Regions from separate parts of the Mus musculus genome. Here region 1 is linked to region 2. Evidence: chromatin contacts called from public HiChIP or PLAC-seq data. All regions are on one chromosome and are shown on one strand. Each heading gives the region's core, a stretch centred on a gene start, on an enhancer-like site or on the middle of the called end of the contact. The rest is flanking DNA. Distances are from core to core; before and after follow the strand shown.

Region 1 (7,037 bases), core at 1,706-4,205, 49 kb after region 2:
AGAAGAATGAAGACTGAAGTGTGGACACTATGCCCCTCCTTAGATTTGGGAACAAAACACCCATGGAAGGAGTTACAGAGCCAAAGTTTGGAGCTGAGATGAAAGGATGGATCATGTAGAGACTGCCATATCCAGGGATCCACCCCATAATCAGCATCCAAACGCTGACACCATTGCATACACTAGCAAGATTTTATTGAAAGGACCCAGATGTAGCTGTCTCTTGTGAGACTATGCCGGGGCCTAGCAAACACAGAAGTGGATGCTCACAGTCAGCTAATGGATGGATCATAGGGCTCCCAATGGAGGAGCTAGAGAAAGTAGCCAAGGAGCTAAAGGGATCTGCAACCCTATAGGTGGAACAACATTATGAACTAACCAGTACCCCGGAGCTCTTGACTCTAGCTGCATATGTATCAAAAGATGGCCTAGTCGGCCATCACTGGAAAGAGAGGCCCATTGGACACGCAAACTTTATATGCCCCAGTACAGGGGAACACCAGGGCCAAAAAGGGGGAGTGGGTGGGCAGGGGAGTGGGGGTGGGTGGGTATGGGGGACTTTTGGTATAGCATTGGAAATGTAAATGAGCTAAATACCTAATAAAAAATGGAAAAATAAAAAATAAAAAAAATATAAAAAAAAAAAAGAAAGAAAATGAGAAACAGAAAAGTCTCGACTGAGACACTGACAGTAGCAATAACCCACAGTGAGAAGCACGGATATAAGGATGCTGCTTAGACAGTGCACAATATTTATTTAAAGCCAAACTGGCTGACTTTCCCACTAGATCCTATAGTTTTTCTGGCCACAGGTTTTTGTATAAGTTCCTGGTACCAGATACTGTGTAGTGGTTCTTAAATCCAGTCAGAAAGCTAATTCTGTCTACTGTCTATTGGCACATTCTTGTTTGACACGTCCACTATGAAGAAAATAGAATGCAGAACCTATGCCTGAGTGGAATTTAGGGTTATGGTTCTCTCCAGAAACCTTAGTAAGCCCTACTTGTATAGCTGCTATCCTGCAAGACCGAGGTATTTTCTGTTCAGTCATTACCTTACTTCTCTAAGTCCTGCAACCAAAGTATAGGATACCTTAAGCAATAAGATTTAACACTCGCTTCTGCAATGCAGCCAATAGCAATAGCCTTTATTGGGTTGGGAGCATTTAGGTTCTTCCATGGCTAACAATGGAAGAGATGGCCAGCCCATTCCCTGGGGTTTGTAATTACCAATCTTGTTGCTTTAGGAAGTGTTTAGTTTTAATTATAATTTTTTAAACATTTACACACCAAAGATACTGTGAATTTTTTTCAGTCATCTTGATAGTTATCATCTGTGTCTTACTTAACTTAAAAATTCCCAAGAATTTTACAGTTACATTTGACTCCTGTGTAGTTTGTGGGCTAATCATGTCTCTTAAAGGTATATTGGTTATATATATCACTTAGCAATTTTCTTTTTGCAGAGGATGAGCAGGACAACAACACAAAGCCCTGGATCACCATCTCATGCTGAATAGGGGTTGTGAAGATAACTTTGGTGAAGTGCTCTTAAAGTCCATTGTCATCTATTCTGAGCAGCTGTCAGATGGAGTTGAATAGTTAAAGGGATAGAGGAAAGAAGTATCAGAATCATCTAATATTGTAGTACTTAGTCTCTGTGGTGGATGGTTACCGCACACCCAACCCTCCCAGGAGTGATCCAGTTTTCACAGGTCATAGCAGGCTGTTGAAAGGTCTATGGGCTGGAGGAATAATTTCTGTTTTGACTCCATGATGTTTTCATAATTTTGTCATATCCCCCAAGCAGTCTACCCGATTTGATATTCTCCACTCTAATAGGAGTTGATTTCAATTTTTTCCAACCACACAGGATTGCTTTCATAGCTCCCATCCTCCAGAGAAAGTCCCCAGTGGCATCCCAGTGGTATACTCCCACCCCTAAAAGTCCCCTTGCTGTGGAGAAATAGATACCCTCTACCCCGAGGAAGGAATAGCCTACCCCTAGGAAAAGCTTAATCCTTTTAAACTATATTGTTTTATATTTATGTCCATCAGTTGGTTTTTGTTCAACCTGACACCCATAGGATTCATAGAAACCAAGACACACATGATGCTACAGCACCTACCCACGCCCAAATACCTTGTAACATCAATTTAAAAAAATAAATCTATAATTTAATATAGGGCAGGGCTTTCAGTCACCTGGATTGAACCTCCCTTTGAGAGATGCCCTAGCCAACTCTGCTAAAGGAGAACCTGGGGAGGGTCCCACTCCTGGAAACCTCAGTCTTCCACAGTGGGGTGTTGGGGTGGTTCAGTGGGGGACTGCCTGCCCCTCTAGTCTGTTCTTACTTATTTTTTTTTTTTTTGCACTAAGTAGAGCCAGTTCACATGCTGATCTAAGTCCATCTCTGTAGGAAACTCTCTATGTAGGGAATATGTGACCCTCTCCTAAAGCGTCCCTGACTTTACTAAAGACCTAATATCAGACTCACCAAAGCCACTAAAGCTGCACTGTAGCCCAAGGTCCCTGATAAATCAACATTTTCCCCAAGTTTTGTGAGGAAAGTTATTTAGTACAGTGAACTGGCTAGCAAACAACATTTTTCTTTAGTTTGTTTTTTTTTTTTTTAATCATCATTCATATTATTTTTTATTGCTCTTTACTGTCCAACTCCTTCAATGGTCTCCAAGCCTCTGGATCTAAGAACAGGCTCTTCAGCACGTGTAAAACTTGCACTCTTTTTCTTTGTACCACAACAACTGCAAGAAGCAGGAAGGTAGCATCCCCTCCGCATCCTCTCTCACTCAAGCAAATTCACGTGGAGATCTGTTTTGGCCTTAGACACCTTTGTCATTACACAGAGCAGTGGCCACATAACCTCTGTGGCAGCCTGTTCACACTACCATTCCTTCTGTATTACTCTTGTGTACCAAGATAAACGTTCTGACCTTTCACCTGGTTTAGAGTATATCTATACACACTCTGCAGACTTGACTCATCAAGCAGGCAGGTCCCTCCATGCTAAATAGAGAACAACAGTCTCATTAGGATCCCCATTTCAAGGACTCCCCACCAAGACTTTCCTTCTGGAGAGAGTGTTCAGCCTCGGTTATATGTCTTGGCACACATCATATGTACCATACAATTATGACATAGCAAGAAGGCACACAATTTCTACACTACAAGATATTCAAAAATATTCTGAACTCAGGAAATCTGAACAATGTGACTGTCTAAACAAACACTAAAAAAATGGCACCATCAACTGGCATATTGATGTGGATCGAGGTGATCTCACAAGGCCTCACCCCTAACTATAGAGCTTAATGCTGTAGGTGTAGCTGACTTCACTCTCCCAAACCTCCCTTCAAATTGTTATATGTGTTATAGATCAGGAGCAGCTTTGGTCTTTGTTCCTCTTCATTAGTCATGGAGTCATGCTTATCTGCCTGTACTACCAACACTTTATCAAGCTACTAATTTCTACTCTAAAAACGCTTTTGAGCACATACTGTGTGTCTCATGTTATGCTAGCTGTATTACTTCATAGAGATCAAATACATTAGATTGGGGGGGGGGCAAGAGATTTGGGCTTAGAAACTATCTCTATGCAGGAAATATGTGACCTCTAGAAAGCTACTTCATGACTTGGTTTCCTGTGTGAGACAATATTGAAATTAGCTTTACAGGGCTTTATGACTATCACAGGAAACAAATCAATTAAATGCTTAGAACAGGAACTCGTAAATGTTATCTAAACTGTATGATCACATCTACTTATACAGGTTCTTTCCAGTAATGTGAATGCATTACAGTAATGTGAATGTGAACTCAGGCTACTGGTTTCAGAATCAGCAGTAAATTATGAATTATTTTATGGTATAGTAAACAATAGAACTGTGTGACAGATAATATTATTTACTAAGTACGTCCAGTGCATTTAAAATGGACCTTGGAAATATGGGTGGTGAACAAACAGATATTGCACACCCTGGTTCTATTTTTGCAACTTATCCTTATTTGGATACAGTTATTCTCATTCTTGGTAGCTCTCCGGGTATCTTTGCCCATAGCTTTGGTTTTAAATGGAAAGTTGTCATTGCATGAGCTTGTCGTGTAAATCTGGCTTTGAAAAGGACATAAACTCATTCAAGTGAGAAGTATAAGATAAAGACGATATAAGGAATGTAAATTAATTCAATCAGTGTCTATGAAGTAAAGACGGTAATTCGGTGTTCTTGGTTTGGTTACTAAGTACTTGCTATACAGTTCATTCAGCGAACACTGAAAACATGCCATGCTCTGAGCACCGTGAGACCAGGGGAAGAAAGGCAGCCTGGCTGTCAGGCTGACATGGCACTGCTGCCTACATCTTTATGTCCTACTACTGAGAACATTTTCTCTTACCGTTAACTCCATACAAGGCCACTCAAGGCAAGGGAGGATTACGGCAAATGCAAGATCATCATAGGTATGACTGTACATAGACAAACCTAACCACTGTTCAAACCACAACGTATCAAACACTCCATTCACCTGACATATAGGTGGCCTATGGTTCTTAATTACTATAGCCATAGCCTGTCTCAAACTATAGGACTTGGTAAGAGACTTGTGCCAGTCTCATAGCATCCAACCATAAGCAAAGCTCCACTTCCTTAAACCCTCCTCAGGCTGCCAAACATGAGCTCAAATGCTCCACATCTTTTCTTACAAGTTCTCACATGGCTTTCCGTGGAGTCTTTCTTGATGCTACTTTTAGTTGGGTTCCTGGTGTTCTCTGCCTGCAGGAGATTGGTGTAGATGGGGAGTATCACAGAATACAACATAGACTACTGCCTACTAGATTGTCTGGCATTGGCCTCAGTGGCACTAATTATAAAACCTAAAATAATGGCATCCGCAAGATAAAAGTTATGTAAGATGAGTCTAGAGCTAAAACATGTATATGCATACAGCTGGAGTGTCTTTTTCAAGTCAGAAATTCTGGCTCATTGCTTATTTTCCACAAAACGAACCTGAGTATATCAGTTTGAGGGTCAATGCATAGTCTAACATGACTCCTGGAGATTCAGCCAAGTGTTCATATGCTAGGCAGCTGAGAAGACTGGAGAGAGAAGATGACAGTAATGTGTCCCACACCATCAATGATGTCCTTCAACAGACCTTTCAAGAAATTACACCATCAATTTGTTTGTCAAGGCCCGGACATTTCACTAACAGGATTTTGGCCACCATCAATTTTAAGGAAGTCTGGAGAATGTAATGTTAGCTGAGCACCTTGCCAGTGGGCATGATCCTGGGACTTGGTTACTAAGGAAAGAGAGAAAACAGATGCTTAAGAGGTGAGCACCCAATTACTGGCTCAGTAATTAGTACAGTCACAAAAAAACAAACAAACAAGCAAACAAACAAACCTCACTTATCCTTTTATGTGTAAACACTTTAGTTTATGACAAAAACATATCCACTACCAAAAGACTGTACTCATAGCAGAAATGACCTGATTTTGTAGAAATAATGGCATGATGACATCACAGTTGGAAACATCTGTACTGCTGAACAGGAATCATGGAAAAAGGATACCTCTGTAAGGAGGGTGGTGCTTGAAGCACAGATGCTGGGGGATGCCAGCAATAAAGCTGTTTGAGATGGAATGCTGATGGCAGGAGTCACTCCTCTTGCCATCAGCATTCGGAATACCCTAGAATTCTTACAGACTTATTGTCTTAGTTAGGGTTTTACTGCTGGTAACAGACACCATGACCAAGGCAACTCTTATAAGGGCAACATTTAATTGGATCTGGCTTACAGGTTCAGTGGTTCAGTCCGGTATCATCAAGGTGGGAACATGGCAACATCCAGGCAGGCACTGTGCTTTCTACATCTTCATCTGAAGGCTGCTAGCAGAATACTGGCTTCTAGACAGCTAGGCCGAGGGTCTTAAAGCTCACATCCACAGTGACACACCTACTCGAATAAGGCCACACCTTCTATTAGTGCCACTCCCTGGGTCAAGCATAGACAAACATTTCACTTCCTGGCCCCATAGGTTTGTTCAAACATATGAGTCTATATATTTAATTCAACTTCAAAAGTCCCCATAGTCTATAGCAGTCTCAACAATGTTAAAAGTTCAGACTCTTCTGACATCCAATCACTTAACTGTAATTCTCAAAGCAAGACAGGAAACCAGTTGGGGAAATTCCAAACTCTGCATCTACATGGCTGATGTTAAAGCAGTTTTCAGCTTTCACATCATATTTTTCATCTTTGTTGACTGCAACAAAGTTCTTTCCCCTGGGCTGGTTCCACTCCCTGTTAGCAGCTTTTCTCAGCAGATATCTCACAGCTCTGGCAAACTGAACATCTTGGGGCCTCCAAGTCACCTTCAACTTTACAGACAATATTCCAATGTCTAGGATACACACATGATCTTCTGGGCTTCTCTAACAGGCTGACTTCATTTCTCCAGCTCTGCCTTCTGTAGCACTCTAACCTCAGGTTGATTCACTCCGTTGCTGCACTGTTCTTGGTGATCATCCTATGGTACTGGCATCTCCAGTACACTGGGGTCTTCTGCTGCAACTGGGTTTCACCAATAGCCTCTCACAGGCTCTCTTTATGGTGTCAAGTGTCAACTCCTTTGCATGACCCCTTAAGCCCTGGGCTGTCAACTACACCAATGATCTTCCATGGCCTCTCATAGTGCCAAGCCTCAGCAGTTCTTCATGACCCCTTCATGCCTTCAAAACCAGTACAACCTGGGTGACTCTTACACACTACCCAGTACAGCTGCAGCATGACATACAACCTTGGCTAACTCTGGAACACAGATTCTTTTGTGCTCTCAGAAAACACTTCCCAGAAGATTTCACCTCAGTGATGCTGGTCTCTTCTTAATCACCACTAATTTCTTAGCTCCCGCTAACCAGCATGAATTGTCCCAGTAGTCCCTTCTATTCTCGACTCTATAGCCAGGGTCAAATGGTGAAAATTGTTGAGTTCTGCTGCTTACTGGAGCTGTAATA
Region 2 (6,841 bases), core at 1,350-3,849:
GTAATTTGTATATACTAACCTCTTAAGATGTCTTAAGACTACTAATCTCTTTAAAATAATTTCACATACATGTCAAATTGGGGATTGCTGATCGGGCTGATGTTTTAGCATCATCTTTCTAGTTGGAAAATTATAAATTTATTTTATTCTCCAACTGTTCAGCAGTCACTCGAACATGTTTCTGCCTTTAAGGGGAATTATGATTGTACCTTATACTATGTATGAAGTAACAATGAATGAAAATTGTTCCTTTTTTTTTAAATACAGAATACTATTTTGCGGAGGCAGCAGCAAACCTCTCCTGATGTGTCATGGTGGAGTCACGCTGGAGAAGTAATGGCTACAAAATTGAGTAAACACAGACCCAGTAAAGAAAAGATTTCCTCACACCATGTTAGAAGCCAGCCGGCTGAAGGGCATGTGCTGTGGAAATGTTTAAGAGACGTGTGAGGAATTTTCCCCTCATGCAGGCATCAGCCACAGAGTGAAAATCCATCTTGACTACAGATGGTGCCAGAGCTGGCCCTTTGCTGCCTGCTGTCAGTATGGCCCTGTTACTCTCCTACTCCATCCCTTTATTTTGTTTTATGAACAGAAGGCACAGCACTCCATCTAATGAAAGGAGGCAGGAACCAGAGTGAGTGAGTGAGCAAGGTCCCCTCTCCTCTCTTTCACTTATTGCAAGGGTACTTGTGCAGGTAGCACAAGTCACCGTGGAGGCTGGAGGCTGATGACTCCAGCTGATGACCCACTCTTTTGCTTTTATTCCTCAGGCACTTGAGCTATTTTTATTTTCAGCTCTAATTTGTAACCAAATCTCTTTTTCCTTATTCTGGTTTACCAAATGTATGACTCCTATAAGTGACCCACAAAGCTACAACCCATTACCAATGTTATATTACTCAGCTCTAGCCATTGATACACAGACAGACAGACAGACAGACAGACACACACACACACACACACACACACACACGTAAAAAATCACTGTGAAGCTCCTTACCATCTGCCCTTTCAACAAATTGGAGTCAACAGAGAAAGCTTGCCTACCTGTAATCTATTGTTCCTGGATTTCCCTGGACTTGTAAATATTGATTAACTACCAAGTACCCCTTAGGAGTGGGCATTTGCAGGTAAGAGTGGGAACTTTCAGGGAGCACTGACCTTCTAGGCACTGTGCTTAACACGCCCCTTATCTTCTCCAATAGTTAACTAGTCTTAAGCCTCCTTCATCATGAGCCGGGGTAGAAAGACTGAGCAGGCTTTTCAAGGATTTCCATTCAAATGTTTAAGTCTTCACCACGAAAAGAATGCAGTATTGCTTTCCAACAACAAAATGTGCGGACACTCAAAGACCTTGACTTAAGGGAGAGAAAATAACAGGAAAAAAAGAATTTATAAACAATCCATTTTCTAATTTTGAGCTAGAAAATCAACAAATGTACTAGGCAAAAATCATTCAGATTCCATTTTCCATCCCAATCTCTTTGTGTGTTAAATTGACTATTCCTAATCTCTCCAGAGGAATGTAACTAAAACCCAGAGGGAGGAAAAACCCCTATGTCTGTAGAGATATGAAAACCAGACTTATAAATAAAAACCAAAGCATACACAGTCATTTAACCAGAAGCGCAGGGCCTAATCTAGATTCTATGAATCAAGGGAAAAGGTATCTCAAACCAGACAAGATCCCTGTGAACTCACACATCCCGGGCCTCGAGAGCCACGCTAAATAGACTAATTCGCCTAGTTCCTCATAAAAGGCAGCCTTTCCCCCAAGTATGACTCCATCAGCAATGGGAGGAAACTGCGAAGAAGCAGAAATGGTGAGGTGGTGAGCCAATTTGTCTGACAAACTAGTGCGAGCTCAGATAAGGACCGATTCAAGTTTGCATTTGAGACAGGCACAGAGAACTGGAAAGTTGTTGTAGCAAGGAGTGCTGGATTAAGGCAGTGTTTGGAGTTGTTAACTCAAAAAATTTGCCAATAGATAGCAAATAGGACAGAACGGACAAACAATATAGGGCTTTCTTCATAATTACTAGACTTTGAGGTGATAAATGTCTGAATCACATTGGAAGCTGAGGGGCTGAGAAGGAAGGCGTGAGGGTGAAAGGCATTTCCGGGCATTTGAATAGGAGCAGAGAGCTCTGGAGCCAGTGACATGCTTCAAGTATGTTCCCAAACAGGGAGTTATTCCGGCCTGAGTTGGCAACTCAACTCTCCAAAAGTATGCGCTGGAAACACAGCCCTGACTACAACAGTCACCCACAGCAACTAAAGCCACCCACTACCCGGCAGATGACCCCATAGAGCAAACCAACCCATCTGGTCCAAGCTCCCCACCTCCTCGGGGCTTGAGTCCGAAGACAAGGAGGATGGAAAAGTTTGGGGAGTAGCCACACTAGAAGGACATTCATTCCTGAAACCCTCCTCTCAGGTGTTCCTGAGAGGGAGGATGACATCTGGCCAGTCCTCCGCTGGCCACCACTCCTCCCCCCGGGGGGTGGCATTAGGAAACCCTGGACAACCCGCTAGTAAGTCCTCGCGTGCCTAGGCACCTCCCCAGACTTATAAAGGTCGCTGCGCTGCGCCGAGTAGCTCAGCTCACTTGCCTGGCTGCTCAGAGTCACAGCGACTTGGTGGGCTCTGGTACCTGGATCAGCTCGGTTCCAACTCAGCCACAGGCACCTTGCTCCCGCTGGCCGCCGCGCACTCCGCAAGCTGCACCGAGAAAGAAGGATGGAGACGCTCCCTGCCTCTTGGGTCTTGACGCTGCTTTGTCTAGGTAAGCCCTCGACGCCCCCAAGAGGAGAAGAGGGGGAGGAAGGCGCGGTGCATTTGTCATAGGACAAGTATGGAGTTGTTAAAGTGCGCTCAGTCTAAGAGGATGTCTTCTGTGAGTCTGTCTTTCTCACTGGCGGGGCTGGGGAAGTGCGGGATGGTGCGACTTGGTCGGTTGACGTTGCTTTTTGTCGATAAATTCATGACTAGTTTATGTTATGCATGAATTAATATCAATTTTACTGAAAAAAACTTTTTAAAAGTTTTAAAGGTTTTCTCCCCCCCTCCCCGCCCCCACTTTCTTTTGAAAATTGAGCAGTTCTAGAACCCCAAAGGTATGGACAGTATCTCTGATAGATAATGATTTACTTTCTTAGGGTGGTGCAGGAAGAGATTGCTTCAGCCTGCTAGAGACCTTTGTGCAAAGGACCAGTTTACAACCAGGGGGCTCTGGGATGTGCCTGCTCCAGCAGGGCTGCTGGGGCCAAGGCTACCTGGTCAGGTCCAGGAAGCAACTGCCAACAGACTTCTCACCTGCTGCTTTCCCCAGCAGCCCCTGCCTCCCAGGCTTAAAGATGGGTAGTTTAGAGAGGTTTTTGTTTGTTTTATGGGTAGTTTTCTTGTTTGAAATGAGTTAGCTCTGTGGGCAGGGGCACAAATGTGGGAATCCCATTATTTGCAAAGTTTCTCTCTCTCTCTCTCTCTCTCTCTCTCTCTCTCTCTCTCTCTCTCTCTCTCTCTCTCTCTCTCTCTCTCTCTCTGCTTTATTTTGTTTAACCAATTGTCCCTAATTTCTTAAGTGCCAGATGATTTAAGAGTTATATATAAACTTTCCCAATAGATGAACGTTTTAATAAGGAAATAAAAGTTATCAATCCCACATTCTTCTTGAACTTGCAATGAGACAAATTTCCCTGAGACGCTTCCTGTGCAGGATGCGACAGTTAAATTATTATTTTGACACGCCTTACAGGGGTTGGGAACCCTAATGAAGTACATACTATGCATACTTAGAGATTACACGTTTAAGGGCAAGAACCCAAGTGGAAACTGGATCTGTGGTTTCTGTCAAAAATGAGCTAAGAATGCCTTGCTAGAAGAGCAATTTTAAGCAACGTGGCTTCACTGTGTTTAGTTTAAGGTCTCTGAAAAGGATAAACTCCAATCGGTGACAGTCTTCCTCAAGTTAGGCATGAACCTAAAGGTCACAGTGGTGGAGTGACTTTGTTTTTCCACTTACAAGGTGTATCCAGACAATGCAACTGTCTATTCTGTGCATCTCAGTGGATATGCTAATGTGGGATAGCAAGAGTCTGTGAATAATGGGGTTGCTAGCCGCCTAGTGCGGGGTGTGCTGTGTGTGTTTTTGTTGTCATGAAAGTGCTTAACTCCTTTATTGCAGTCCTTAATTACAGTTCACCTGTTTCATCAGGCGCCAAGCCCGGTTCCAAATGAGCTAGGTCAGTTTCTGTTCTCCCAGTCTGTTGAGATACTTCTTGTCACTAGAAAAGTTCCTGTTTGGAGTTCTACATTGTACCTTTATAGCCTGGTATGTAGGCAGGTCTTATTGTTTCAGTACAAAGCATAGAGAAGGAGAAAGAAAGAAAGAAAGAAAGAAAGAAAGAAAGAAAGAAAGAAAGAAAGAAAGAAAGAAAGAAAGAAAGAAAGGAAGGAAGGAAGAAAGGAAGAAAGAAAAAAAAGAAAGAAAGAAAGCCACTTGATATTGGAATTTGTACTCCTCCTTAAAGAAAAGATTGCCTAGAAATCACACTTTGTCCCTCTAAGGAAAGTGATATTTTAGACTTACGCATACTTTTATTGCTTTTGTGGAATGCCTGTGCATTTATGATTATGAGAGATTTCCCATCCCTAACGTATGCAGTTTCAAGTAGCTACTACATACAGCCATTTCACTACTATTATATTTGCAAAAGTTTGAGATCCATGCTCTTGTTTTGTGTACAAGAAAACCAGCCCACGTTCCCAGACAAAACATGATAAGTTGGGAGAGGCCAGGTCTAAGTTGACTAGCATTTTTAGTTAAATGAGCATTAAAAGTAAAAGGGTGGACATAGCTCAGCTATGAATGGTTTTCTGAATAATCAGTAAGTGTACAGCTGTCTTGTCTCTTCTGATCTTGTGAGATCAGAGAGAGGGTGAGACTTTTTTTTTTAATTTTGAGCTCTGCAGTTGGCAGCTATGTGTAGTGAGGCCTGAGCTGAGGTCAGAAATTCTCATTCCTGTTCAAATGGGGTTTTGAGGATATTCATGAGTGGCATCTCCACAGCCAATTTGGTGTGGCTTCACTACATGGTGAAAGAATAAAGCAGAGTAAATAATCTTTCTCAAAACTAAGAGAAGCAGAATCTCAGTGAGACAGCGGGGTTGTCTTCTATTGACCCTGGGATGATCTACCAGACTGTTGGCATAACCTGAGATGACACACCTGGGAAGAAGGCATGCTGAAGGGACTCTCCTGTCTGGATTTTGACCCATACCCCAGGTGCCTTTTGCATTGTCTCGATACTTGAGCAGCTTAGATAATTGGGATGTCTGGTTCGGCACTGGAATCCAAATCCAGGAGGCAAGACAAGAAGCATCTATTACCAAACGCCTGCTGTGGGCTGGCCACGTTTTGTGTTAAGCATCTTAAACCCCATCACCCCATTTTATCCTTGAATAATCACTGAATAAAGCCAGATATAATGGTCAATGCAGACACTAAGACTCAGCAATATCAAATACCATATAAAGACTAGGAGACTGGGGCCAAAACACAAAGTTCAAGGCCACTCTTTAGCAGGTGTTAGTAGTCATTGGGTTCAAAGGCAAAAGGAAGTCAAAGGAACAGGTTCTAATAGAGAAACTCCAGAGTTAACTAGGACTGTCCTGGAAATGGAACCTACTTCAATGTGGGTTCACTTCTGGGGCCAAACCAGTCAGAGGAAAAAAACACTTATCTATCCTTTCAACCTGGGCTAAAATAGTTGACTTTTAATATAATATTTATAGTATGTATGCATGTATGTATGCATGCACACATGTATGTATGTGTGTACGATGTGTATGTACACACAAGCTTGTGTCAACAGCTTTCGTATCACATGTTTATAATTTATGATTTTGACCTAGAAGATTTAATTTTATTCATATAGATCTTAGACATGAGCTTCATTATGAAGTAGTCATTGAAGCTCGCAGAACCTCTTATTTCTCTTACTTTACAAAATATATACCAAGTAAGGTAGTCAGGAAGAAAGTATCTTACGTTTCTGTTCCTTGTGTCTTTATGTAATTGTTAATTTTCCTGCCCAGTTTTATGAATCTTCTATTCTCTGTAGAGAGGCAAAAGGTAGGCGTCCTTTCTTAAGAGACCACACATTGAGGTGTGGCTTCCTCATTTGTACTCTAAATATAGACTTATGTAAATTGTCTATTAATGTGGCTATAATTGCTGTTGAGAGCATTCCACTGGAAGACAATGGGAAGGTTCCCCAAAGCAGTGACAGGCAAGAATCTTAGAGAGGAGCCACCTGACAACCTTGGTATGCCAATGCAATCCTGGGACATTTTTTTTTAAGTGATGTAATGCAAAAGACTTTGTGTCCTTTGGTGATACTATTGGTGTAAGTTTGGGTCTAGCTAGAGAGCTGATAAAGGTTCAGTTGCATTCTAGGTTAATGATTTAATTAACTAGCATGGTATTTCTAATACTCAAGATCATCTGACATTTGTCCTGAAAAAAAGTTTACTGACTTGCCACAGGCCCTCTGGTCCCCTGTGCCTGTGTAGAAAAGAGTCTCTAGAGTAGATGGGCAGAGATTAGGATGGGACAAACAGCCAGACACACGAGTGGTGTTGGATCTGAATGTAATGTTACAGTTGAGCATCAGACTTTTATAATACAGAATAAATTGCAGAACAAGGCACATTGAATTTTTCCAGGTGCAAAAGGAGTGACTTCAAAAGGAACCAGATAAATGTATAACACTAGAAATTAGCACAGATGCAAGGGGAGTGACTACAAAGGGAATTTGTAGGGACCAGATAAATGTTT

The links. HiChIP or PLAC-seq counts read pairs in DNA pulled down with a chosen protein or histone mark.
Region 1: a contact with region 2 is called in an HNF4G HiChIP or PLAC-seq map of pancreatic cancer cells. The contact joins the enhancer-like site here to the promoter of Ereg in region 2. A contact is called at or near these places in 1 of 39 promoter capture datasets (macrophages), 2 of 484 Hi-C or Micro-C datasets (macrophages and muscle stem cells), 1 of 115 datasets of contacts at active chromatin or transcription factors (pancreatic cancer cells) and 2 of 9 other capture datasets (adipose tissue and pancreatic islet).

What each region holds. Positions count from the first base shown.
Region 1 is chr5:91,120,661-91,127,697 of GRCm38.p6, forward strand. No RefSeq gene overlaps it. Among named protein-coding and RNA genes, the nearest start is that of Areg, 15 kb to the right of the region's middle. Within about 2 kb of position 2,956, at least 5 of the 459 cell types and tissues checked have an H3K27ac peak or open chromatin away from gene starts, as enhancers often do. A contact at or near this core is called in pancreatic cancer cells, where this site is marked.
Region 2 is chr5:91,072,018-91,078,858 of GRCm38.p6, forward strand. Ereg (epiregulin) reads left to right here and starts at 2,600. Exons shown (of 5, transcript NM_007950.2): 1 at 2,600-2,788. The coding sequence starts at 2,743. It overlaps Gm19610 (a long non-coding RNA gene), which reads right to left and starts at 2,918. Exons shown (of 3, transcript XR_001784889.2): 1 at 2,657-2,918; 2 at 1,165-1,361.